Linked DNA regions of Mus musculus: region 1 is linked to region 2. Evidence: chromatin contacts called from public promoter capture Hi-C data. All regions are on one chromosome and are shown on one strand. The core of a region is the stretch at or near the end of the contact, and the rest is flanking DNA. Distances in the headings are between cores, read along the strand shown.

What was found. Promoter capture Hi-C pulls out the DNA fragments that hold promoters and counts their contacts.
Region 1: a contact with region 2 is called in a promoter capture Hi-C map of pre-B cells, with 5 times the contacts expected there. The contact joins the promoter of Spata5 here to the promoter of Acad9 in region 2. A contact is called at or near these places in 3 of 39 promoter capture datasets (hippocampal neurons, liver and pre-B cells).

Annotation. Positions count from the first base shown.
Region 1 is chr3:37,418,391-37,424,180 of GRCm38.p6, forward strand. It overlaps Spata5 (spermatogenesis associated 5), which reads left to right and starts at 1,560. Exons shown (of 16, transcript NM_001163511.2): 1 at 1,560-2,110. The coding sequence starts at 1,951. Nudt6 (nudix (nucleoside diphosphate linked moiety X)-type motif 6) reads right to left here and starts at 1,206. Exons shown (of 5, transcript NM_001291044.1): 1 at 952-1,206. The coding sequence starts at 1,180.
Region 2 is chr3:36,063,973-36,069,230 of GRCm38.p6, forward strand. Acad9 (acyl-Coenzyme A dehydrogenase family, member 9) reads left to right here and starts at 2,007. Exons shown (of 18, transcript NM_172678.4): 1 at 2,007-2,298. The coding sequence starts at 2,137.

The DNA of each region.
Region 1 (5,790 bases), core at 310-2,809, 1.4 Mb after region 2:
CTCATTCAGCGTGTCTTTGATCACACTTATCCAGTATTCAGAGCTGGCTAGCATTAGAAGTCTTTTTAGTGGTCATTTGATTAATGAATACCTGGAAAAGTTCGTAACACAATCTTGAACTCGAACCTTGGACTTGTTTCAAGATCCAATACACTTCTGGAGTGGTGCTTAGATTATCATCTCCCACTGGGAAAAACTATCTAAGTATGGCAAATGCCTGTGCCCATCCATATACGTGCACATATCAGAGGATGAACTGATTCGATTCTCCTACTGGTGAAAGTGTTGAAGTCTAAGCACTTATAAGCAGGAGAGATGATGTTAAATAGCCTTGTTTGAAGATTAAACAGCATTAGAGTCGCTAACTTGCCGTGTTTGTTGCTCACAGAATAAAGATCATTTGTGGTTTCCTGGTTATGTGAAAGGATCTTTTCCATTCCATGCTAAATTTCCATGCTATGCCTTCAGTTTGAAAAACAGGCTGTTCTAACAAATCAGACACTTATCCCAAAGTGAGGGGGACTCCTTCACACAAGCATCCTTTCAGATAACTGGGTTCACCGTTCAAAGCCAGTGATGTACCAGTGATGTGTTCCTACTGAAAACTGCAAAGCTCTGTGGGTAGATGCAAGCACTGGCACCCATCCCGGTTAGGAAACCGTTTTGCTTGGCAAAGCATGTGGCAGAATCCAAGTAGCAGCAAAACTAAGGTTGCAAGGTAGCACACAGTGAGGCTGTCAGTGTTTACTAAGAGTTAAAGGCGTGGCCGACACCGTGCTAGGCGCTGCGAATCCCGTGTCAGTCTCAGGGGCAAGCATTCAGGGTTCGGGCCGGGACGTGGCTGAGGGCACTTCCAGGTCACAGCGAGAGGACCGCTGGGTGTCCTTTCAGCTTTCACCTCAGAGCCCACACGCTCCGCCCTGGTTTCCGGGGCCCGAGACCCGCACTTGCCCTGCAAGAGCCTCCGGAAGGCGGCGGCATCCAGCCCGTGCAACGTATGGTGCCGCGACAAGTGCACCGAGACGCCCCCAAATCTGTCCAGCTCGCCTTGTAGCTCGGCCCCGCAGGAGCCCGGGGTCTCCAGGCCGCCCGAGGCTGTGCGCCGCCCCGGCCGGAGCCTGGCTCCGCCCGCGTAAAGCAATGTGGAGAACCAGTAGCGGGTCCTCCTCACCCACCACATGGCTGCACCTAGCCTTTCCGTTCTCCCCTTCCCGCCCCGCCCACATCGCCTGACGTAGCATCTCTTCCCTGTCGCACGCCCCGCCCCTTCCAGCCCTGCCCGGTCTACCACGCCAGACGTAGCCTGGTCTCATCCTGGGCGCACGCCCCGCCCCTTCCCGCCCCGCCCACATCGCCTGACGTAGCCTTGTCTCCTCCAGGGAGCACGCCCCGCCCCTTCCCGCCCCACTCTCGTGACCCCGTGCAACCTCACCTCTTTCCGGCGATCGCCCCGCCCCATCTCGCGGCGAACACTCTCAGGCCTCTTCCGGAGCTCGCTCCGCCCCTTTTCGCTGGGAGGAGGGCCGACCGTAAACTCTCGAAACGTGTCTCCACCCGCTAAGCTTGAGCTGGACTTGCCATTTGGTAGAGCTTAGTGGAGCTGACTGTCCTCGACGGGTCTGGAACAGAGAGGAGAAACTTTCGGATTTTGTTGTTGTTACTTTAAGCCCAACCACATTCGCTTCGGGACTAGGCAAAGCAGCGGAACAGCCGAAGTCCACTTTTCAAGGGTTCATAACGTCAACGGCGGTGCCTACGCCTAGCCCTTCTTTCTTTCCGAAACGGTGTCTTGCGAGACCCTCGCTCTCCGCCTCCGCCTCGTGGGTGGCGCTTCTACGCGGAGCATTACGGCGTGCGCGCCGCGCCGCTGACCTCTGACCCGGAAGTTTGATCCCCGTGCCGCGCACGTTGAGCCGGCTCGGGGCTGCTTTTCTCCGACAGCCTGCGGTCATGTCTTCCAAGAAGAACCGAAAGCGGCAGAAGGAGGGCGCGGAGGGCGCCTCGCCCTCGCTCTCTGCGGCTCCGTCCCGCTCAGGGACCTCGACTCCTTTCGCCCAGCCGAGCCCGGCGGCGCCGGGGATGCTGGTGGTGACCAACTTCCTTGAGAAAGGTGAGGAAAGCGCGGGCAGCCGCGGGGCTGAGGCGCCTGAGGGGAGCGCGGCGTGTGGAGGTGGGCGTGACGCGGGAGCCCGCGGACCGCCAGGCGGCCCGGCCCGAGGCGCCCGCCCGGCCCTCTTTGCAAAAAGTTGAGGATTGCCTTTTTACTTTTTCCTCTTTCATACGTACTTCGGGAGCACTGGCGATGGCGTACGCCACGGGACCTTGACTAGCAACCCTCGAGGTGGCCTTGGCTCCTTGGAGACTCACTGTCCAGTCAGCCCGGCAAAAACGGTTCTTACCTAGTGAGCCTAGCCTGCGCTCAAACGCTAACTTGTGACGATGAACGCGTACTGCCTAACAGCGCTCTGGCTGTAGGGACAACGGCAGCGTTTAGTTACTGCTGTTGACTAGTCGCACCCTGGTGTTAGTCCTAAGTTATCCCGTCACGTGTGCCGCTCCTCTGGTTTTTCACAGAAACTGTGGTCAAAATGAGTACGGAAAGGTCAGGTCCCCATCTCACAGATCAGAAAAGGCTAACGGAGTCGCATATCAGGTACCCAGGCACCAGTGGCTGGCAGAGTCCGTGTTGGAGTACAGGTCTCTTTGATTCCGGAGCTGTTTGTCTGAGATGAGTTTTGTTGGCTTGGTGAATGGACAGACTTCACGTCTGAAAAATGAGCTACTTGGTAAACCTTTTAGCTTGTATGATGTGTAGTGGTTCTGAAAAGTGGAGCAGACTGACGAGGGACATAGTTTTTTTTGTGTGTCCAGAAAGATTGTCAAGACTGTCTTAGCATTAGCACAGTGTTTAATCTGCCTTAGCAATCAGGATACAGCTTGTTCTGTTCTGCAGATTCAACAGCTTTTCAAGTAGTTCCTTCCCACTGTCATTTACACATGTCAATTCTCTACTGCCTTACACCACTGGAAAGGTTTCACAGTGTCTTCCCGCCACCCCCCTCTCTCTGTACCTTTTAATTGTCTACTCACTAAATGGAGTGTTCTCTGCATGCTTGTCAGTCACATACCACAATTTCCATGCCATGGTCTCTTGGGCACTGCTTTGTAATGGTCACAGATAGTCTCCGTGTTGTCAAATCCAGTGGCTGGTTTTCATTACTCGCCTTTTGACTCTGTAGCCTTTGCCAGTGTTAATCTTTTCTTCCTCAAAACATCTTCCTACTTATTTTATTTACCGTTACACTTTCCTAGTTTTTCTCCATGTGCATTGGCAGTTATTTTCTCTATTCCATCTGATTCTGAAATACTGAAGTTTCTCAAGTTTAAGTCTGATACCCTCTTTCTTCTCTAAATATTCTTTAAGGCAAGAATATCCAAAACTAAGTTTCCCATTTATATTCTCATCAATTTTGATTTTATTTTTGTACAGCATACTATTTTTGAGTCTTAAGTTGTGCTTTATGTCATGATTTCTCAAACATTTTATGTAGCAAAGTTAAAAATGTTCAGTAGGTCACAGATTGACACTTTAATAAGATAGTGTAATTAGAAAAAGTTTAAAAAGCAGAATAATGAAATTTATTGGGTTCACAGACACAAACTTTTGTCTGCTTGCAGTAAAAGTTTCTAAGTGATTTTTTTCGTACTTAACCTTACTATGAACTAGTAACAAGTAGTTTGTACGTTATATTTTGAATAGCATTGTCCATTACCTCTTCCCTTAATTTCAGTCACTTAATCAACTTCCTAAGCTGTTGTCTTCTTCCAGTAATGCAAGCTTTAATCCTTACAAAATTCAGAAACCTAGGAGTCAGGCATAATGCCACCCATTCTCTCCTCAGTGTCTGTTCCGTTGCTGATGTCATCCAGATAGTCTCTGTGTTCCTCTTCCTAGCACTCCTGCTGCTTCTCAACAACTCAAACAGCATCATCTCCCACCTAATAGCATTGTCCATTACCTCTTCCCTTAATTTCAGTCACTTAATCAACTTCCTAAGCCGTTGTCTTCTTCCAGTAATGCAAGCTTTAATCCTTACAAATTTCAGAAACCTGTTCTCTTACTCTTTTTCTACTTTATAGTTAGCATGTTTTTTAAAATAAAAATTTGTCATGGTCCTACTATTAATCCCTATGGGCTTCCATTGCTGTCAGGGTTATGACCAGTATCTTGATGCTGCCACAGATGGTTTTGGCCTTCCTTAAGCAACCTTCTTAGTCTTTGAAGGATGCATCATGCTCCTGTCTATCCTCAGCATTTCTGTATGCGTTTTTTTTTTCTGTTGAGAAATACAAATTCTCTTCCTATTTAGTTATTTTTTCATCTTCCTCCATACCTGAATGTTAGCAGTACTTTTTTGAATAGCAGTTTCTAATTCTTCCAAATTAGGTCAGATTACACATAATAGGCTTTGCTAGGTCCCTCAGTATTCTATTATTGTATAATTATAGTTTGTCACTATACAGTTATTCTGTACTCATTTAATAATTCATCCTGTTAGATTATAAAACTCCATGAGGTGATAGAGCAAGGGTGGATGGTTGATTGAAATTGATTTTATGGGCTAGTGAAATGATTTAGTAGGTAAAGATTTTAAGGACTAGAGTTCAGCTATCAGCCATGTAAAAAGCTAGGTGTGGGAGCTAGAGAGATAGTTCAGTGGGTAAAAGGACCTGTGTTTGAATCCCCAGAACCCATGAGAAAAACAAAGTATGGCAGTATATCTTGTAACTAAATAATTGGGGCTAGAGAGCTCACTGGCCCAGATTAGCCAAAAGCTATCAAACTTCTTTCTGATTAAGTAAGAGACCCTGTCTCAACACATTAAACACAGAGCTATGGTGTGGTACATACTTGTAATGTATGGGGAGACTGTCCTAGTTTTCGTTCCATTGCTGCAATCAAATACCTGCAAAAGCAGCTTAAGGGAGAATGGGTTTGTTATGGCTCATAATTCCAGGTTGTAGTTCATCATCAAAGGAAGTCACAGTGGCAGGAGCTTGAGAGAACTAGTCACATCGCATTGACAGTCAGAGCAGAAAACAGTAAGTTCATGTATGCATTCATTGCTTTTCTTTTGAATGTAATGTGACCTGCTCTAGACTGCTGCTGTGAACGAAGATGACCAGTGACAATGTGCATGGAGCCTGCCATGGTATAAGGAAAGAATGGACTCCTTAAAGTGACCTCTTACTGCCACATACGTGCATGCAGACACTAAATGTAGATTCTCGGAGGAATAAGCACTGGTAGAATTCTGTGGAGAGCTTGAATTGATTTGGATCCTCTAAACAGAGAACTGTATAATATATTGGGAAACAAGGACTTGGATAGAAATTTGTACATGATCTTCATTAACGGGGAGAGATGGAGGTTTTTAGAGGTTTTGAGGTAGAAGTAAGCCTCTAGAGCCAAATGGATATGCCAGTTCTTAGTGGAAGTCTTTGGTACCTAGTAGCTGACTCAGAATCTTTCTTTAGAAAGCATGGAGACCATGGGAAGTATAGTTAGTTTTGCTGCTGTTTGTTTTAATAGTGCTGAGGATAGGTCACAAGGCCTTGGCCATGTTAGGTAAGTGCGATACCTCTGAGTCAATACCCCAGCTACAAGTAAGTTTTGGTTTTTGGTTTTGTGTTGTGGGTTTTTTGTTTGGTTGGTTTTTGTTTTGTTTGTTTTTCAAGGCAGGGTTTCTCTGTGTAGCCTTGGCTGTTCTGGATTTCACTCTGTTGATC
Region 2 (5,258 bases), core at 757-3,256:
AACAACTCAATTGGGTATAACCCAGGCTTGCTACTGGAAGCTCTGTTTGGTAACGAGAGATGGAGAGTTACCTCCCCATTTTTGGAGACATCATTAAAATCACTTTCATGTATTTTAGTTAGTTCCCACTACATTAGGTGATTTATTCCATGTTCTATTGCTGTGAAGAGACATTGTGATCAAGGTGACTCTTAAGAAAGAAAGCAACACTGGCAGGACACATTCGTGTGAACGGGACTCCTGGGTCACCTGGAGATCTCAGATCGATGGAACAGAGGCTACAGTACTGACGCTAACCTTTCAAGAGGCAGTCTGTGGGCTAGCAAGACGGCTTAGTGAGTGAAGTCGCTTGCCACAAAGCCTGGAGATCCGGGTCCAATACTTGAGAAGCTATCTTCTGACCTCCACACATGTGCCTAGTATACTCTTTCTCTTACACAGATAGATAGATAGATAGATAGATAGATAGATAGATAGATAGATAGATATTTTTTAAGAGGCAGTCTACTAAGATTCAGACTAAGTTAGGGCAAGTAGTTCCTTGGCTCCCATGACTAAAAGGTGGCCTCAATAGCCTGTGAGACACTGACTCAACTGATGCCATCTTAGAGACACCATTTTGACCTTAGAACTCAGTACATAGGCAACAACAATCTGCCAAAACCCTAACCTGCCAAAATAGGAACAAAGACCTAATTCATCAAAGACCTAGTTTATAGTGCCAGGACCTGGGAAAGTCCCTAAACATATTAACCTTGCTTTTTGGCTTCTGTAGTTTCACTTCTCGCTAACTGTTCTTACTTGCTTTTTGTGCATAAAAGGAAAAGAATAGTGAGGCTCTGGGCTACATAGTTTGGGAAGTTCCTTATGCAGTCCCCAGTGGGGCATAAATGCTTTCTATTGGTGTTAAAACTGCATGTATTTTCTGAAGGAGTCATCTTGTAACAGTTGATGCCACACTGGTTCCCTCAGGACAACCTGCCTAGAAATAAAGACAACAGACATATGAATAAACCCTGATGTGAGAGCTGGACCAGTTGGACCAGGCCCTGCCTTGGCTTACTTCCTCAACATAAGATTCATTTTAAAAAAAACAAACAAGGGCTGGAAAGATGGCTCAGCGGTTAAGAGCATTGACTGCTCTTCCAGAGGCCTTGAGTTCAATTCTCAGCAACCACATGGTGGCTCACAACCATCTGTAATGGGATTCATTGCCCTCTTCTGGTGTGTCTGTAGACAGCAATGGTATACTCACATACATAAAATAAATAAATCATAAAAAGAAACAAACAAACAAACATGGTGTTTATAGTTTCATAGGGTAGGTCACCGAGCCAAGGGAAATGCCTTGCCCTGGGAGTGGTGAAGAAAGCAAGTGTCTGAAGACTGTGGCCAATAGGGGCCAGACTAGGGGGGTGCACAACACAGGGAGTGGTAGATTCAAGAAAGGAGGAAACAGCATGCTCTTAGTGCTTCATGCAGTCTCCCATACAAAATGATACCACGCCACTCACATATTTAAGAGAATTAGGCAGAAGTGGGTTAGTAAAATAGGTCCCTTGTCATTTTGTTATACCCATTTAGCAATATTCTAAGTCCTACATTAAGTGAGATGAGAATAACAAAAGTTGTACTTCTAGGTTTATTTGATGAAATCTAATCTGCTCTTTAGAGGATGTGCTGAGAATAGCACACAGGCACAAGAGCTGTGTTTGGGAGCCTGGGTGGTAGTTTTGCAGCTTGACTTTTGAGTATTTTCGTTTTCTTACTGGCAAAAGTATAACAAGAAAGAACACACACACACACACACACACACACACACACACACACACACACACACACTTACTTCCTAGCCTGTTCGGATGAATTTTAAAAAACTACAATTTCTAAATTACATACTCAGACATTACATACAGCAATGCTTGGCGTAGGAGACATTTATTAAACATATTCTGGAACGACCTGTCCAATAGCCTCGCTCAAGGCGGCGCAGCCCTTGCGTCATCAGGAAGTGCGAGCTAGCTTCCGGTTGCAGCGGTGCAGGGTGAGACTTTGGATGCCCGGACGCGGGTGATTGGCGTCATTGGGAGGAGCGGCGGGGCTTCCAGCGACTTGAAGTCTGAAGTCAGGAGCAGCATGTCTGGCTGTGTGCTGCTCTCGCGTGGGGCGACTGCGGCGGCGGCTGCGGCGCGAGCTTCCCGGGTGCTGAGGGAATTCACGGCGAGGCGCCGCCCGCTGCACACCAGCCTGCAGAGCTGCTCGTTCGCCAAGGAGCTCTTCCTGGGCAACATCGAGCAGGTAGGAGGCGAGGCCGGACTGCCCGTGTCCTCTGCTCCCACCTTTCATTCTGGCCAGAGTTGCATGGAACGTTATCCGAGCCCGTAGAAGCCAAACATCCGAGAGGCTGGGCTCGGCGATGTGGCTTAAGTCGTGTCACAGTGGTTTTTGTTTTGGGGCAGGGTCTCATTCAGTAGTAGCCCAGGCTGTCTTTGGACTCGCTCTGTAGCTAGGCATGCCTTGAATACGTGGTCCTCTTGCCTCGGTCCTCAGAGTTGCCCATCCAGCTATTTCTTGTCTTGGAAGTTTGTCTCGTATTGTCTGACTTTATTAAAGTAGAAGTCAACACTTGGGCTGAGTGGCTGCCCTGGTGCAACGTTCAAAGCTAGAACTTTGAAGTGTGGGGACCCTTTTGCCCACATTCTGGCGCAGAGGGTGCCGAGGGACTTGGATTCTTGTGCTTTTCCAAGGCAGGAGGAAGAGCGCAGCCATCATGTATCCCCTTCAGTCTTTAAATCTACCCTTCATCACCCGTGAGCTTTGCTGCCAGTTTTCCATTTCTGTATTTAGTGAGAGTCCCAGTGGTCAGCTCTCCTCCAGATGGTATCTACTTTCTATACTGTTGTGAGCTGTATACCCCTAGCAAAGGCTGGCCTGGTGATTAGAACTCAGCTTTCTCACTATTCAAGGATAATTCTGCATCTTGGACCTGTGCCCTCAGGCTTTGGCCCAGTGGCCAGTGGTTTTCTCCACATTGCTCACTTCTCATTCCCATTCCTACCCCACCCACCATTAGTAACTAATGCAGATATGTACTTAATGTTTGTTCTGAATGCATGTTAGGCCTCAGGTTTCTGAAAAAAAAATTCTTTTCTTTGTATCTCTTTTGTTAGTTCCTTGGTTTCTCAACCTGTAGACCTTGGCCAGTGTCTCTGGTAGCCCAGTTGAAGTCAGAGGCAGTGTCGTTGTTGTTTGTGTTGTTTTGTTCTTCTTCTTTTTAATGTGGAGGTGGCAGGTGTATTGATTGCTTGCTTTTGAGACAGTCTCACTGAGACTTTCTGCCTCTGCCTTCCTTCATGAGAGCTAGATTGAAATTGTATGCCACACCTAGCAATGCTGAATTTTTCTAAAGTTTAAGCCTGTGGGCCTCTCTTTTTATTATGGTCAGCCCCTTGATGACCTAATTCAGTGCCCTAGCTTTAAATGACAACTCTATTCTTACGACTCAGATTTATTTTTTCAACTTGAGTTCTTCCCCTAACTCCAGACTTAGTCTACCTTTCTGCTCTATATCTCCTCTTAGATGTCTAATAAGCATCTTTAATAAGCATATATGATAACCTCTCCTGGATCCCACCCAGTTCTGCTTCTCCCAACAGCCCGTTTACAATAGATAATGGCTACTCTGTGATTCAACTTTTTCAATACATTCTCCAGTGACACCTTTGATTCGTCTTGTTCTCATTGAATCCTATAGTAAGTAAATCTTTGTTTATCTTCAAGTTACATTCATATCTGACCACTTCTAACTTCACTGCTACTTCCTGGATTGAGCAAACACCAGCTCTCGGAGCATTTCTGGGCCTTGACTAGGACAATGGCAGTGGTACTTAAGCGTCTGAGGGTAGAGAGTAGCCGAGTTATCCATGCCAGTGGCTGACATATACACTTACTTGGACCCGAGTCTGTCCCAGGGGCAAGTGGGAGGATGAATGGGTGAGGCTTGTGTGGCACTGGCAGACTTAGTTACAGCCCCTGGCTTATATAATTGGCTTCTGCAGTAGGATTACCTGAATAACAGGTTCTTTTGCTTTATCAGCTTAAAAGATGCTAATTGTTATTTCACTCCTCACCCACACGGCGCCTCATTCAGTTTTTGTCACTTTTAACTAGAGGATATTTTCCTTCTAGCCTCCAGTATCCACCCCCCCCCCCTGATATTTTTTGTTTTAGGTTTTTGGGTTTTGTTCTGTTTTGGAAGATTGTATTTGAGTTGTTGTTTTTGAGACTGGGTCGTGATGTGTAGTCTTGGCTGGCATGGAGCGTGCTATGTAGACCAGGCTGGCTTGAACTCACAGGAGTCCACTGGCCTCTGCCTTCCAAGTGCTGGGATTAAAGGTGTGCCTCATTGTGCCTGGACTCCTGAAGTCTTTACCCTTTTAAGTATGTCTGAATACCAGTTATTTGCCAGGTTGCCTGTTTTGCCTAGTTTGCCCACTGGGATCGACATCACTTTTCTCCCACACAGCCCTTTGACCCAGACTAGGTGACAGGCAAGACTGTGAAGGTGATGGAGTAGGAGTGGTCTGAGCCTCCATGAGTGAGCAGCCTTGTTCTAAGAGGCTCAGAGGGCCAACAGGAACTATGCTCCCTGTTAGTCTGCCTCAGCAGTGGAGTGAGTGCTGGTGGATGGCAGCATATTCTTTAAGTCACTTGTCTCTTGGATAGAGAGAGACCCATGGACCTCTTGTCCTTGGGCCAGAGAGGAGCAAATAGATTTTGGAACGTTGCTAATGTGGAGAAGTCAGGAACGTGAGTACTAAGACAGGGTAGAGACTTGAGTGCTCCCCTTGGTGAGAGGAACCAAGGAGACAGGGGAACTCCTGATCCTGAAAACTTGTGATATATCTGTGTTCAGCTGTGGGTCCAGATATACACCCTGTCCAAAGCACCTGGAGGAGTAGCTAGAGCTTGGCGGGCCACAGGTCTTCAAGCCATATGGGATCATTTCAAAGGCCCGCAGGGAATCCTGGCAAGTTGGCCACTAGTGATTAGAAGCCACATCATTCTCCAGGACGCAGGCATGGTCACTTCATGTTTCAGGACCCAAGTATGTCCTGCTTGACCCACACAGCTCCTTTCTCTGATGAACAGGATCATATAGGAGAAGCCAATACAGGACATATAAGTTGCTCAAAGCCAGTCACACATGTAAAGAACAGCTAGGCTCAGGTTGAATCTCGTCCTGTGACCTTGCTACC